2 separate regions of the Ovis aries genome follow, and region 1 is linked to region 2. A link is a contact called in public Hi-C data. All regions are on one chromosome and are shown on one strand. Each heading gives the region's core, a stretch centred on a gene start, on an enhancer-like site or on the middle of the called end of the contact. The rest is flanking DNA. Distances are from core to core; before and after follow the strand shown.

The links. Hi-C and Micro-C count contacts between places; a contact is called where the count stands out from the background.
Region 1: a Hi-C map of hypothalamus shows a contact between it and region 2, with 4 times the contacts expected there. The contact joins the promoter of CDC27 here to the enhancer-like site in region 2. A contact is called at or near these places in 6 of 16 Hi-C or Micro-C datasets (hypothalamus, liver, muscle and 2 more).

What each region holds. Positions count from the first base shown.
Region 1 is chr11:45,985,165-45,991,345 of ARS-UI_Ramb_v3.0, forward strand. CDC27 (cell division cycle 27) reads right to left here and starts at 3,071. Exons shown (of 18, transcript XM_060395748.1): 1 at 2,936-3,071. The coding sequence starts at 2,962.
Region 2 is chr11:45,730,526-45,737,198 of ARS-UI_Ramb_v3.0, forward strand. MAPT (microtubule associated protein tau) reads left to right here. Exons shown (of 9, transcript XM_042256134.2): 7 at 5,676-5,757. Among named protein-coding and RNA genes, the nearest start is that of MAPT, 110 kb to the left of the region's middle. Within about 2 kb of position 3,821, at least 23 of the 54 cell types and tissues checked have an H3K27ac peak or open chromatin away from gene starts, as enhancers often do. A contact at or near this core is called in hypothalamus, liver and tail adipose tissue, where this site is marked.

The DNA of each region.
Region 1 (6,181 bases), core at 1,821-4,320, 250 kb after region 2:
TCGTGTCCAACTCTTAGCGACCCCATGGACTGCAGCCTACCAGGCTCCTCCGTCCATGGGATTTTCCAGGCAAGAGTACTGGAGTGGGGTGCCACTGCCTTCTCCGCTTCACTATTCAATGATCTCTAAAACAATATTATGTGTAAAAGCAAACAGTTACTATACTGCTTATTAAGATGATTTTTCCAAGGCTTTTTTTTTTTTTAACAACTTCATTCAACACTTTCGTGATGTCTTACCCCCCAGAAATAATTGATGAATCTATATAAAATTAAAAATCAATTTCATCAGGTGGATTTTATACACATTCAAATTAGCACTGATTCAAGTCACTTAGGCTAGCAATTATTCCTTCCCAAATAGTTATTTTAAAAATTAAATAAATGACAGAATTTCTGCCTCATAATAGGAGAGATTTTTGAAGACTCAAAGTAATACTTTTTTATAAGAGATAATTTGGAAGAAGTGCTTATATTTAGGCTTACATGGTATATCAAACTGAGTATTCCATGTTTAAGCTTTAAAAAAAAAGAAAAACTCAGTTGCTCATCTTTTCTCTCAACTTTTTTCTATGCCTAATAACAATGGCACCCCACTCCAGTACTCTTGCCTGGAAAATCCTATGGATGGAAGAGCCTGGTGGGCTGCAGTCCACGGGGTCACTAAGAGTCGGACACAATTGAGCGACTTCACTTTCACTTTTCACTTTCATGCTTTGGAGAAGGAAATGGCAACCCACTCCAGTGTTGCCTGGAGAATCTCAGGGACGGCGGAGCCTGGCGGGCTGCCGTCTATGGGGTCGCACAGAGTCGGACACGACTGAAGCAACTTAACAGCAGCAGCAGCAGCAACAACACTTCAAACCCTGAGACAACCCTCAAAAGGACACACCTTTCCAACTTACTCTCATTCCTCTACAAATACAAGCAATCACTTATTATAGTTTAAAAAGCCAGTGTTGATTGTTCTCCTATTGCTCTAGATCCCTTCTTGAATGGCTTCTTATACTAAAAATTAGAACCAAAATTCTCACCTAATTATATCCTAAAACTTATTACCACTGTCAGTGGCTTGTGTGTGGGGAGTAGACAAATTTGACTCTTGAGCCCTAAAAATATCTAAATGCATTACTGCTAAGAGTACTTTAATGAAAAACAGAAAACTTGATGTGTTTATCACAGAAGGAATATCTTTATCAAGGAATTGGCTACATATTTATCTCCATGCTTTTATGCAAATTAGGTGGCTCTGGTTATAAAGAACCCGCCTGTCAATGCCAGAGATGTAAGAGACACAGGGTTGATTCCTGGATGGGGAAGATCCCCTGGAGGAGGGCATGGCAACCCACTCCAGTATTCTTGCCTGGAGAATCCCATGGACAGAGAAGCCTGGCAGGCTACAGTCTACAGGGTCGCAGAGAGTCAGACACGACTGAAGTGACTTGCCACAGATGCACAGGCTATCCATAAAACTAGTTTATCATCTTAGAAGCCATATCTATAAGGCAAAGGTATCATTAATTGTTAAGACAAAATAACAAAAACATGAAACAGAAATTAAACAACTTGAGTAATCTGCTTATCCATTTTAGAAGGTATAGATAGCAACTTACAATTTCACCTTAGGTCTCAAAAAAAAAAAATTAAAAAGGGACTCTTTACTAGTAAATTTGGATGGAAAGAAACAGCTTTGAAAGCACCAGTATAATGTACAAACAGAACTGTTGGTACAATTCTGTACAGAAGACAGAATCCCACATTACACTAATTAAAAAATTAATAGCTGCTACATGTAAACAGCTAAAGAAAGAGCCAACTAGGAGTAACTGGTATTTCATCCTGTGATGAAAAAAATTAAAGAAATATGGAAGGAGTGATGTAGTAAAATATTTTACTATTTGATATCACAGGTCTTTAAGAGTAACATGAAGCAATTTCTAAAATCGGTTTGCTTTCAAAATAAAGTGCATGACTCAATGACATCAGCTGATAGAGGTCAACTCTTCTAATCAAGTCAAAGATCATATGATAGGGTAAAAAGTCTCCCAGACCTGGTCCATCACCAAGGGACAAAAGATTTAGTTTCTTCAGATGGCAGGAGGGGGAAATGACTTGGCACCGCATCACACCCTTAAAATCCAATAGGGTTTTCTTACATGCCAACAGAGCACTGTGCGTCAAAGCAAACCTTGGTGTAGTATGGATGGAAAAATCATGATTTGTCTTTCATTTCCTGAACGCCTTATAAACATGCACAGTAAAACACTCCTGATCCCCATCACAGGTCATGGAAAAAACCGATTTGCTGTTTCCAACCCCTCCCCTTGTATAGGTGCTTGCGCCTCTGCACTGGGCCTTGGGGTTCTCTTCGCAGATCATTGTCCGGAGGGAAACTGAGTGAACGAGGAAAGGCAACGTGGGCTAGACAGTTTGTCAGCAAAACAGAAATCAGTATTAAAAACACCGATCCTACCCTCCCTCCACTTTCTCCTAGAAAACAAAAACAAAACCAACACTCGCCCCGCAAACTTGCCCCACCATTATGAAGATCGTACAGGCGCTGATCAAATGTGCGTCCCAACCATCCTTGGGCAAGAGAGCACCTGGGGCGAGTTTTCGGCCCCTCATCGCTCACCCGGGCCCGGGCCCAGCCCCTGGGCTGACAGGAGGGGCTCGCCCGACATTGGCCCGGAGGGAAAAGGAGGGATTATCGCCGAACTCCACTCACACCCGGGGAAGAAGTAACGCAGGGCCAGAGGGAACGCTGCTGAGGCTGCGGGCAAGGCCTCGGAACTGACGAGAAGACTGGCAGGAGCCGGCGTCAGGTGAAGCGGGAGAAGCAGCAGGGCCTAGGCCGCACCAGGCCGCGAAGTGGCCATACGCCGCTTCCCGACCGAGGCTGCGAGCCAAGCCTCAGGGAAGAGGGTTACCATTACCTGGACGGGTTCCTGCAGCACCGTCATCCTGGAGGTTCAGGCCCACTTTCTGCAGTGCCTCAGGCCCCCCCCGTAGCGACTCCGGCCCGGCCAGCCCCGGCTCATTTAAACTCACCAGCGACCGTTACCGGGGGATGGGGGAGGCCGAGCGAGAGCCGAGTACCTCCGAGCGGGACACGGAAAAACCCGAAGTGGAGAGACGCGCGCGGGAGCCAGACGGAAAGGCCCGAAGGAGACCGGAAATACCCGAGGTGAATCGGCGGAGGAGAACACCGTTGCCGGAAGTTGTCGAGGAGTACCGGAGACGACCGAGCGTGATCCAAAGCGTATGTTCCTCTTCTCGATCACGCCTTCACTCACGCACGCCACGCCCCGTCGGCCCTTGGGCAGGGGCACGCCCAATCGGTAACCAATAGGCTGGGCGTGGCGTGCTGGAGTCGGCCGGGAGCGTTACGTGGCCAGGCTTCAATCTTGATTCGCCGTTCAAGCTTGCTGGATTAATTGGTGCGGGATTAAGCAGAGGGTTAAACTCAAGAGTTTGGGGCTGATTTTAATTAATTAAGAGATGTCTGTCGGTTAAGTTTATGTCATTTATCCATTCCTGAACTCTTATTCATGGCTCAAAGGGAAATAGGAAATTGGAAAGACTTCCCTTTCACTTTTCACTTTTATCATTGGAGAAGGAAATGGCAACCCACTCCAGTGTTCTTGCCTGGAGAATCCCAGGGACGGGGGAGCCTAATGGACTGCCGTCTATGGGGTCGCACAGAGTCGGACACGACTGAAGCGACTTAGCAGCAGCAGCAGCAGCCACTATTTAAAGATTCAATTTGACCCCTCTCCTCAGATTACGGTCTGTTTAACGGAAAAGTAATGTAACAAAGAATGTTATATTATGTGATACCCATTATAAGTGATGTAAAAATCCAGAAGAGAGGAAAGGGAAATTAGCGTTAAGATGAGAAAGTCTCTGAGAGAGAGACTTTATTTTGGGGGGGCTCCAAATCACTGCAGATGGTGATTGCAGCCATGAAATTAAAAGATGCTTGCTCCTTGGAAGAAAAGCTATAACCAACCTAGATAGCATATTGAAAAGCAGAGACATTACTTTGCCAACAAAGGTCCATTTTATCAAAGCTATGGTTTTTCCAGTGGTCATGTATGGATGTGAGAGTTGGACCACAAAGAGAGTTGAGCCTGGAAGAATTGATGCTTTTGAACAGTGCTGTTGGAGAAGACTACTGAGAGTCCCTTGGACTGCAAGGAGATCTAACCAGTCCAACCTAAAGGAAATCAGTCCTGAATATTCATTGGAACAACTGATGCTAAAGCTGAAACTCCAATATTTTGGCCACCTGATCTGAAGAACTGACTCATTTGAAAAGATCCTGATGCTGGAAAAGATTGAAGGTGGGAGGAGAAGGGGACGACAGAGGAAGAGATGTCTGGATAGCATCACCGACTCAATGGACATGAGTTTGAGCAAGCTCCGGGAGATGAACAGGGAAACCTGGCGTGCTGCAGTCCATGGGGTCACAAAGAGCCGAACACTACTGAGGGACTTAAATGAAGATGAGAAAAGCTGCTGCTAAGTCGCTTCAGTCGCCTCCGACTCTGCACCAGGCTCTGCTGTCCCTGGAATTCTCCAGGCAAGAACACTGGAGTGGGTTGCCGTTCCTTCTCCAATGCATGAAAGTGAAAAGTGAAAGTGAAGTGATTTTTAGGTGGCCAGATCATGGAAAATCTCAGAAACAGGGCAGAAATGTTTATTCTTGATAGGAGAGGCATTGTGACGTATTGGGAAATCAGGAGGTTGGATTTCAATTTTATTTCTGACACTATTAGCTTTAGGTCCTTAGGCAAGCACAACCTCACTGAACTTGTATTTCTTTAGTTTAAAAACAACCATTAAGAGGACAAAATACATTAATGTATGTGACTGTCTAACACACATAGTGAGTGAGTGAGTGAAGTCGCTCAGTCGTGTCCAACTCTTTGTGACCCCATGGACAGTAGCCTACCAGGCTCCTGTGTCCATTGGATTTTCCAAGCAAGAGTACTGGAGTGGGTTGCCATTTCCTTCTCCAACACACATAGGAGGCTCTCAAATTTCCTTCCTATTACTTCTCCCCCTAAAGTGTGTGAACAGGGAACTATTAAAATTTTAGTTTTTGGTAGATGAGAAAAACAGTCTTTGCAATATTTTTAAAATTGAAGTATAGTTGATTTACAAGATTGTGCTATTTTCAGGTGTATAGCAAAGTGATTCAGATATGTATTTTTTCAGATTATTTTTCCACTATAGATTATGCAAGATATTTTTTATAGTTCCTGTGCTATATGGTAAATCCTAGTTGCTTATCTATTTCATGTATAGTAGTTTGTATCTATTAACCTCATGTTCTTAGTTTACCTTTCTTTCCCTCCCTTTTCCCTTCCATATCCATAAGGTTGAAGAAAACACTTTTTGAAGGTTAACTTCCTAATCAGGGCATTTCTAGGCTAGATGTGGGACTTCAATTTTAAAAATATTGCGAAGACTGTTTTTCTCAATAGTGTATTCCATTTGTGTGGATATTTCTCTTTCTGGTTCTAACATTTTATGTAGATGAAATCAGTTTAGAATGGGTCACTCCCTTCCTTTGGGTGTTGCTGTGGGGGGGAGCGGTGGCGTGGGTGTTTTATTTTGTTGACAGAGCTATATAGCCTTTACTGGCGGCCGTCTCTATTCACTGCTTGTGTGCTTGTAGCCCCAGAAAGGGTAAGGTGATCTTATGCAGCCCTGTGCCTGGCAGGGTTGGGCTGGGTGAATTAGGGTGGGAATAGTGTCCAGTATGGTAGTCACTACCTAAAGTTTAGTTAAAGTCAAGTAAAATTTAAAATGAAGCTCTTCAGATGCCCTATCCCCATTCCAGGGACTCAGTAGAGACATGTAGCTAGTGATTCCCACACTGGATAGCACGGGTACAGATTATTACCGTCATTGGCTTGATTAGGACTGTAAGATCCAAGATGGCTTCACTCACATGTTTGGGCCCTTGGTGCTGGTTGTTGGCTGAGCCCCTTATTTCTCTTCCACATGACTTCACATCAGTCAGTCGTCTGACCATAACTTCTTGACTTGGCACCTGGCAACCAAGAAGGCAAAACCAGAAGCTGTAAGGCCCCTTAAGGCCCAGGTCTGTAAGTCAAGCTCCATCACTTCTAGTTGGTCAAATTAAGACACAGAGGCCGACTGGATTCAAC
Region 2 (6,673 bases), core at 2,571-5,070:
AGAAGTTACAGAGGAAGAAATGTTACAAGGAAGTGTATTAAAATATCAGCATTTGTATGCTAGAAAAATAAATACAACTACTAACAAAAAAGGACAAAGGAACAATTTTAATAATAAAGAAAATGCAGAATAAGCCAACAATACAAATCTATTTATTTTAATCAAGGAAATAAAAACAATTTCTTTTAATTGCACAATGCTAGTGGCAATATAGTGAAACTGTCTCACCAGTGCTCACAGGAGAAATTAATCTGACCCTTTAAAAAGCCATTTGGAGGATTGTGTGTGGGGTTTTTACAGTATTTATAACTTTGGCCCAGAAATTGTATTTCTGGGACTTTGTGCTATGCAAATAATCCGCAAAATGGGAAAAACTCCTTGTAGAACAAGGTCCATGGTGAGGCTGTTTGTATTATTTAACATGAAATCAATATAAATATCTGATAGCATAGATAACACAAAAGGGAAAAGGACATTTTAAAAATGCTTCTGATGACTGTAGAACATGGCAAATACTTGGTAAAGACAGATATAAAATATATAGGCATATATTTATGTGTCTACAGTGGCAGTTTTATTTTTATATATGAGAGTTCAAGAGTATAAGAAAATGCAGTAGTGGTTGTGTTAGAGTAGCCAGAAAACTTTTCTTGAACCTCTGTTTTTCAAGAACATAGTTTTATTACTTAATGAAAAACATACACAGCTTTTTACTTTAAAGGAACATACAAGAAAACAAAGAGGTGGGTTAGATATGTATTTCCCAGGTTTTTCAATCCAGATCAATGAAATTAAGGGAAAAAACAGGGATGGAGCCTAAGAGAAAATTACTGTATTTAGCTTGTCAGGTTAATGATACTAAAAATAAATATTATCTATTACCAATGTAATTTAATAATTAACAATTTAATGAAGGGAAAGTCATTTTTAAAATCTTACTGGAGGAAAAGGTCATTTTAATATCAAAATGGTAGGATGGATAACTTTTGCTATCACGTCCTTATTTCCTCCATTGGCTGAGGACCTGTGGACCCCTGATGGCCGGCTCTAGGGTCAGATTCGGAACCCTTCTCCTGAGATAAGGCAGGCCCGGGCTCTGACCACCCCCGGCCTCAGGGTTAGTGGGCCCCCCAGCAGCAACTGCCACTTTTCCAGAATTTTAGAGGGTGTGCTGGTACTTCATTGGGAACTTTAGTTGGCAGTTGTTCATACCTGTGATCGATAAAAACTAAGGCCTCCTGTTTTTGAATACTGAGCCTCCTGATGAGGGACCCCTGGTGATGATGGATCACCATGCTCTCGAAGACAAATCGTGGAGTTCAGCTCGCCTCCTCTATGTATTCGTACACAGACAATGGGATAAAAATCTGCCCCCCCCCCGCCCCGCCTAATGTTAATATCCTCACACTTTTTTCCGTGGGACCTGGAAAAAAGGGAGCCTCGCAGAAAAACAGTATGGTCTCTACCATCCCCACACCTGCTCAGGGAAACTTAGGGAAGGGTGCCTGGGAGCCCTGTTCCCTCTGAGCGCCTGGGGGTTCATGGCCGAGGACCAGCCGATGGATGGAAGGGCGGGCACTCATCGTGCCTTCCCAAGAGACACAGGCCTTCCCTGAAGGGGTCTGGATTTACCTTCTCCATAAATCTACCCGTGCCCTCCTCATGAAGTCAGGGATTCTTGAACAGGAATGAAACACCAGGGGAGCTTTTCGGAAGCCCGAGAGTCTAAGGTCAGGAGTGGGATCTGGGATTTTAACAATATACCTGCAGGAGATTGCAGTGCCTACAGACTCGAGAACAGCCAGGTAAAGGTCTTGGTGCATGTTCAGATGGGTCTGGTAGGTGTGTGAGTGAGGCCACAGTGAGGACCTTTTATTTATTCATTTAATAATGTAACTGAGCATTTGCTCCATCTCAACCTGGTGGACCCCCACCTCCGAGGTGCTCTCTGACCGGGGAGGCCGCCCTACTGCAATCCTCCTGGAAAGGGAAGAGCCACTTCTGATGATCTGTTTTGTAAGCCCAGGGCTGTAAGGTGGGGTCCATCTCCAACCACTCACAGTTCTGGAATGCTCCCCAGGGAGGTGTGAATCAGCCTGCCCTCCTCTCCCCAGGCCTACAGCCAGGCAGCGAGTGTGTTTGTGCGGGCAGACACGTCTGGGTGTGGTGTGTCACTCATCCTTTTTTCTGGCTGTCAAAGGTGCAGATAATTAATAAGAAGCTGGATCTTAGCAACGTCCAGTCCAAGTGTGGCTCAAAGGATAATATCAAACACGTGCCAGGAGGCGGCAGTGTGAGTACCGTCACACTTTCCAGCTGTGGTTCCGGGTTTGAGAAGTGGCATGAGTGTTTGTACTTGCGAGACATTGCATAGAATAAACCATGCTCAGGTGCAGAGTCTACCAGGTCCCCAAGTAAATGCAGCCCAGACGCCCCTCACCCACAGGTCCAGGAGGGGTGCCCTGTTGCATGGGCAGATCGAGTGACTGGTCCTCTGACCCTTTCCTGGAAGCGGGGTCCTCCCAGCCCCATTGTCGCGCCCGGTCACGGGGAGCCCCACAGCCCATGTGAGTTAGAGCTGAAGGTGGTGGCACCTGAGACTGGGCTCTGACACCACCTCCTCCATCACCTGGGTAGGTTCACTTTAAGGGGCTCCACTGGGAACAGCTGGGCCACACCAAGGTCTTTACAGTCCTGCCTCGGGACAAGCAGAGGCCGCCAGGTTCTGCTCCCGTTTGTCTTCTGCAGGTCTGCGAGGGATGAGCTGATTCGTAAGCCTCTTGGCTCTTGTTGGAAAACAGTTCCACCCCTGGCGGAAGCTCCAGATGCGAAAGAACCCAACAGAAGTACAGGGAGCGGCCCGCAGCTGAGGGGGGACAGAAATGCTGCTTGGAGCCCTTTGACATTTGGCTGCCTCCAGGTGTCCCTGGGGACTCCCTGCGGCCCCACTGGATGCATCCCTGAGATTTGGGGCTGGCATCCTCATTCTTGCCTGCCCACTTGATCAGCTCTGGCGGGATCTTCCAAGTGACCAAACTAGGTGCAGATTCGGCATCCTGAGGCTCGGCCCCCCTTCTCCACAGCCCTCTTGCTCCGCCAGCCTCTCTTGGTCCGCCATAGGCAAATGTTGAAACACTCTGGGGAGCAGGAGATTCAAGCCCCTTTGACGTCCACCCCTCGGGAAAAGGATGGCTTGTGAGAGCAGGCATCTGGTCCCCAGCTGGCAGCGCTGGGGAGAGGGTGGTTTATAGGACAGTGGAAGCCCTGGGGGGTGTGCTTTGTCCAGAAAGTACCCAGCCTCTACCCATACATCATCCACATCCAGACCTGAGGGTTTATTCTTGCAATGTGCTGCTGCCTCCCGCCCTGGGCACCCGGGGCGGGCTCTGCGAGTGGCCCCGGGAGTGGTGGGCACTCACCCCGAGGCTGCTGCATGGTGCTTCACTAACGCTTCCCTCACCAGTGTCTGCTCAGTGTCCCCCCTGCCCAGTGCCCCCCGTCCCTGCTCTCCTGTCCCACTGCCACCTTGTCTTCTACCAAGAGAAGGGGTGGGGCCCACCTGCACCCGCTGCCAGCCTGACCACGGGCTCTGGGTGACATTGCTGTTTTAGCTTTGACTCCTGGCTTCCCTGCCGAAAGCGGGCTTCAGCCAGAGCAGGAAAGACATGTGTTTTCCGGTTTAACTCGTGTCTGGTCGGCTGATGGGAGGTTGTGCTGCTGGGGCTGGAGGCGTGGGGTCCAGCGGCCGCAGTCAGCAGACCGCAGTTTCCAGCGGAAGCTTGGGGGAGGGGGTACATGCCAGCTGCTGGGAGGGCAGTGCCTAAGACCTCGAGGGACTTCCCCAGGAGAACCTCCCGTCTGTCCTGCACTCTGTGGGCCGGCGGACTAGCCTGGGACCCGGCAGAGAGCCACAAGATGTTGGCTCGTGACCGCTGCAGTAGGAGCTGCCATAGCTCTTCTTCTGGTGAAAGGTGGCTGAGGGTGATAAGTCCCTGCGCAATGTCAGCCTCAAGCGCTTGGGGGGCTGTGGGCCCCTGGCCTGGCAGGGAGCCCCTCCTCAGCTTGGATGTAACTCCCCAGCAGGCAGGCCCTGCTCCTTCCCGCGGTTCTCCCTGCCTCCTTATTGACTCCCGGCTTCACTCCGGAGCCTGGCTTCCTCCCTCCCCAGCCTCAACCGCCTGAGCCCTCCCTGTCGTGGCTCCCCCGCCCTCCCCCATTTCTCTCCCCTCCCCTTCCCTCCCCCTCCATCATGCCTTCCCCCTTTCCTCCCGGCCAATCCAGGCTCTCCCTTCTACACAGCGCCACCCTCCTCCTCCGCAACTGATTACGCCTTCACCCCCCCCAACCCCCCCCACCAAACTGAGGCTGAAAAGAGGAGAGGGAAGCCTCGCACACACCAGCCTTTGCTATCTTGCTCCTGCGAGGAAAGGGGCTAGTTTCCACAGCTCCCTGTCTCCCCAACTCCAGCACCCCACCTGGAGCGCAGGCTCAGAACCCCTCATTAACCCACCCACCCCCACAGGCGCGGGCTCCCCGCACCTCCCTCCCCACACCTAGGCACACAGGCCGCGTCCCCTGGTCAGCCTCCATCAACTCTGCCAGTAATCGACAAATGCCAACATGATTTTGATTAACGTAATTTGGGGTTATTCCAGATGATTTAGACCTAAGTAAAAACTCCTCTTTGATGTGCTTGTTAAACCCATTCTCGGGCACGAGGCCATTCCTCTCTCCAGGTAACTCCAGGGCGGGGAGCAGGAGCCCACTGGCTCAGTGGTGATTGGCCTGTGTCCTCAGGTGACCTCACACAAGGGACGTGTCACCCCGTGACCATCAGGGGCCCCAACAGTCATGGTTTTGTGCAGACTTCCTCAAGGAGACCCCCTCTGCTGAAGCTGGGTCCCTGTGGGGGTGTCTCCTCCAGGCGGCTGGGGGGTGGCTGTGTGGCTGGGCCACATGCTGGACCCTCAGGCCGGCTCTGAGCCCTGGGGCCCTTAGGCCTCCCCGCGTGCGTCTGCTGAGTCTCCTTGAGACACTAAACCCGTGATTCCTGCTGTGCCGCCTGACTGTCCTGCTCGTGTTGCTTTGCTCTTTTCGGTAAAGAGCCTAACTGTCCAGGACGCTGTGTGCCCAGGCGCAGCTTGGCGCTTCACCCTTCCCGGGTCGCCGAAGTGCTCTTCCCCGCTCGCTGACCATCGTTGTTCTGCTCTGGGGTGCCTGGGGTTCGTGAAGCTTCTCCTGGGAGAAGGTGCTCCTAACCACCCCACCCCGCCCTCTGCTCTCAGAGGCCCAGCAGACACGGCTATCTTGCTTTGCCAAGATTTTTCAGCTGCCGCACACACGGACCCCTTCTTTCTTTCTGTCGTCACTGAATGCGATCTGTCGATTTCATGTCAGGAAAGATAATGACCTTTTCACGTGTGTTTGCCAAACCAGTGCCCAATGGAGCGGTAGCCCTGTATTTCTCTGAGGGTCCTTGTCCTATGGGATCGAAGGCACTCCGTTTATTTCACTCCCAGGGCAGGCTTGGCAGAATTCCAACACATTTTCCCTTCCATGCTAGTTCCTCGTGGCAGACCGGAAATGCTGTCCGAGCAGGGCCTGCTGATTTTCATTGTTTCACTCCCAGCAAAATCAATCCTGTTTTACTCTCTCTCGTTCTCTCTCCCCTCCAGGTGCAAATAGTCTACAAACCAGTGGATCTGAGTAAGGTGACCTCCAAGTGTGGCTCATTAGGCAACATCCATCATAAGCCAGGTAGCTCTTGTAGAAGGCAAGACGGGGCGGGGTGGTCAGGGGGTGGGGCCGGCCGGGGCGGGGCCTTCTCCGGAAGTGGCTGGGAAGGATGGATGGGATGGGCCATCAAGGAGAGTGTTGGGGGTGGAGCTTGCTGGGGCCTGGGAGGTGTGGCTCTGTGTGTAGCTCTGGAGCGGGACCAGGATGCCCAAGACAAAGTAAGAAGAGAGGGCAGATGCTGAGCTAAACTCTGACCCGCGGCCCTCCAAGCGGGCTGCGCACAAGGCCTCTGAAGCTGGGGAAGAACCTGATCTGGCTCCCGAAGACTGGCTCTGTGGATTTGGTCCCCAGTTTGGTCCTCAGCCAAGAGGAGGGACATTTCACCCACTGCTCCAGCTACAACATTGGACTCCTGGGTCTTGGCCATGTCCCCGCTGAAATGATAGTGTGGAACTCTCCATGCGCACCCTTCCCCTCTCCATCTCATGCCCTGCAGAAATTGGTGCTGCCTGTAGGTCTTCCTGCAACAGTGCAAACGTTCTGTACCTGTCCTGTTCACTGTGGTAGCCACTCCCCATATGCGGCTGTTGAGCATTTGAAATGTGGCCGGTGCAGTTGAGGAAATGAACCAATTTTATGTAATGAAACTTGAGAAATTCCATGGCGGTCCAAAGGTTAGGTCTTGGCACTTTCACTGCCGGTCCCAGGTTCATTCCCTGATCCGGGAGCTAAGATCCCACAAGCCGTGTGGTGTGGCCAAAAAAATTAAATTAAAATTTAAAAATAAATAAAATTTAAGTAGCCACTGGCTACCATCTTGGAGAGCCCAGATCTAGATTCTAACTCCTGCCTGAGAGTCCAGAGCAGGGCTTCTCCATTAGGTCCTCTCCGGGGCTTGAACCATTACATTACTGCAGGAAGAGAGATGGTCAGAAGT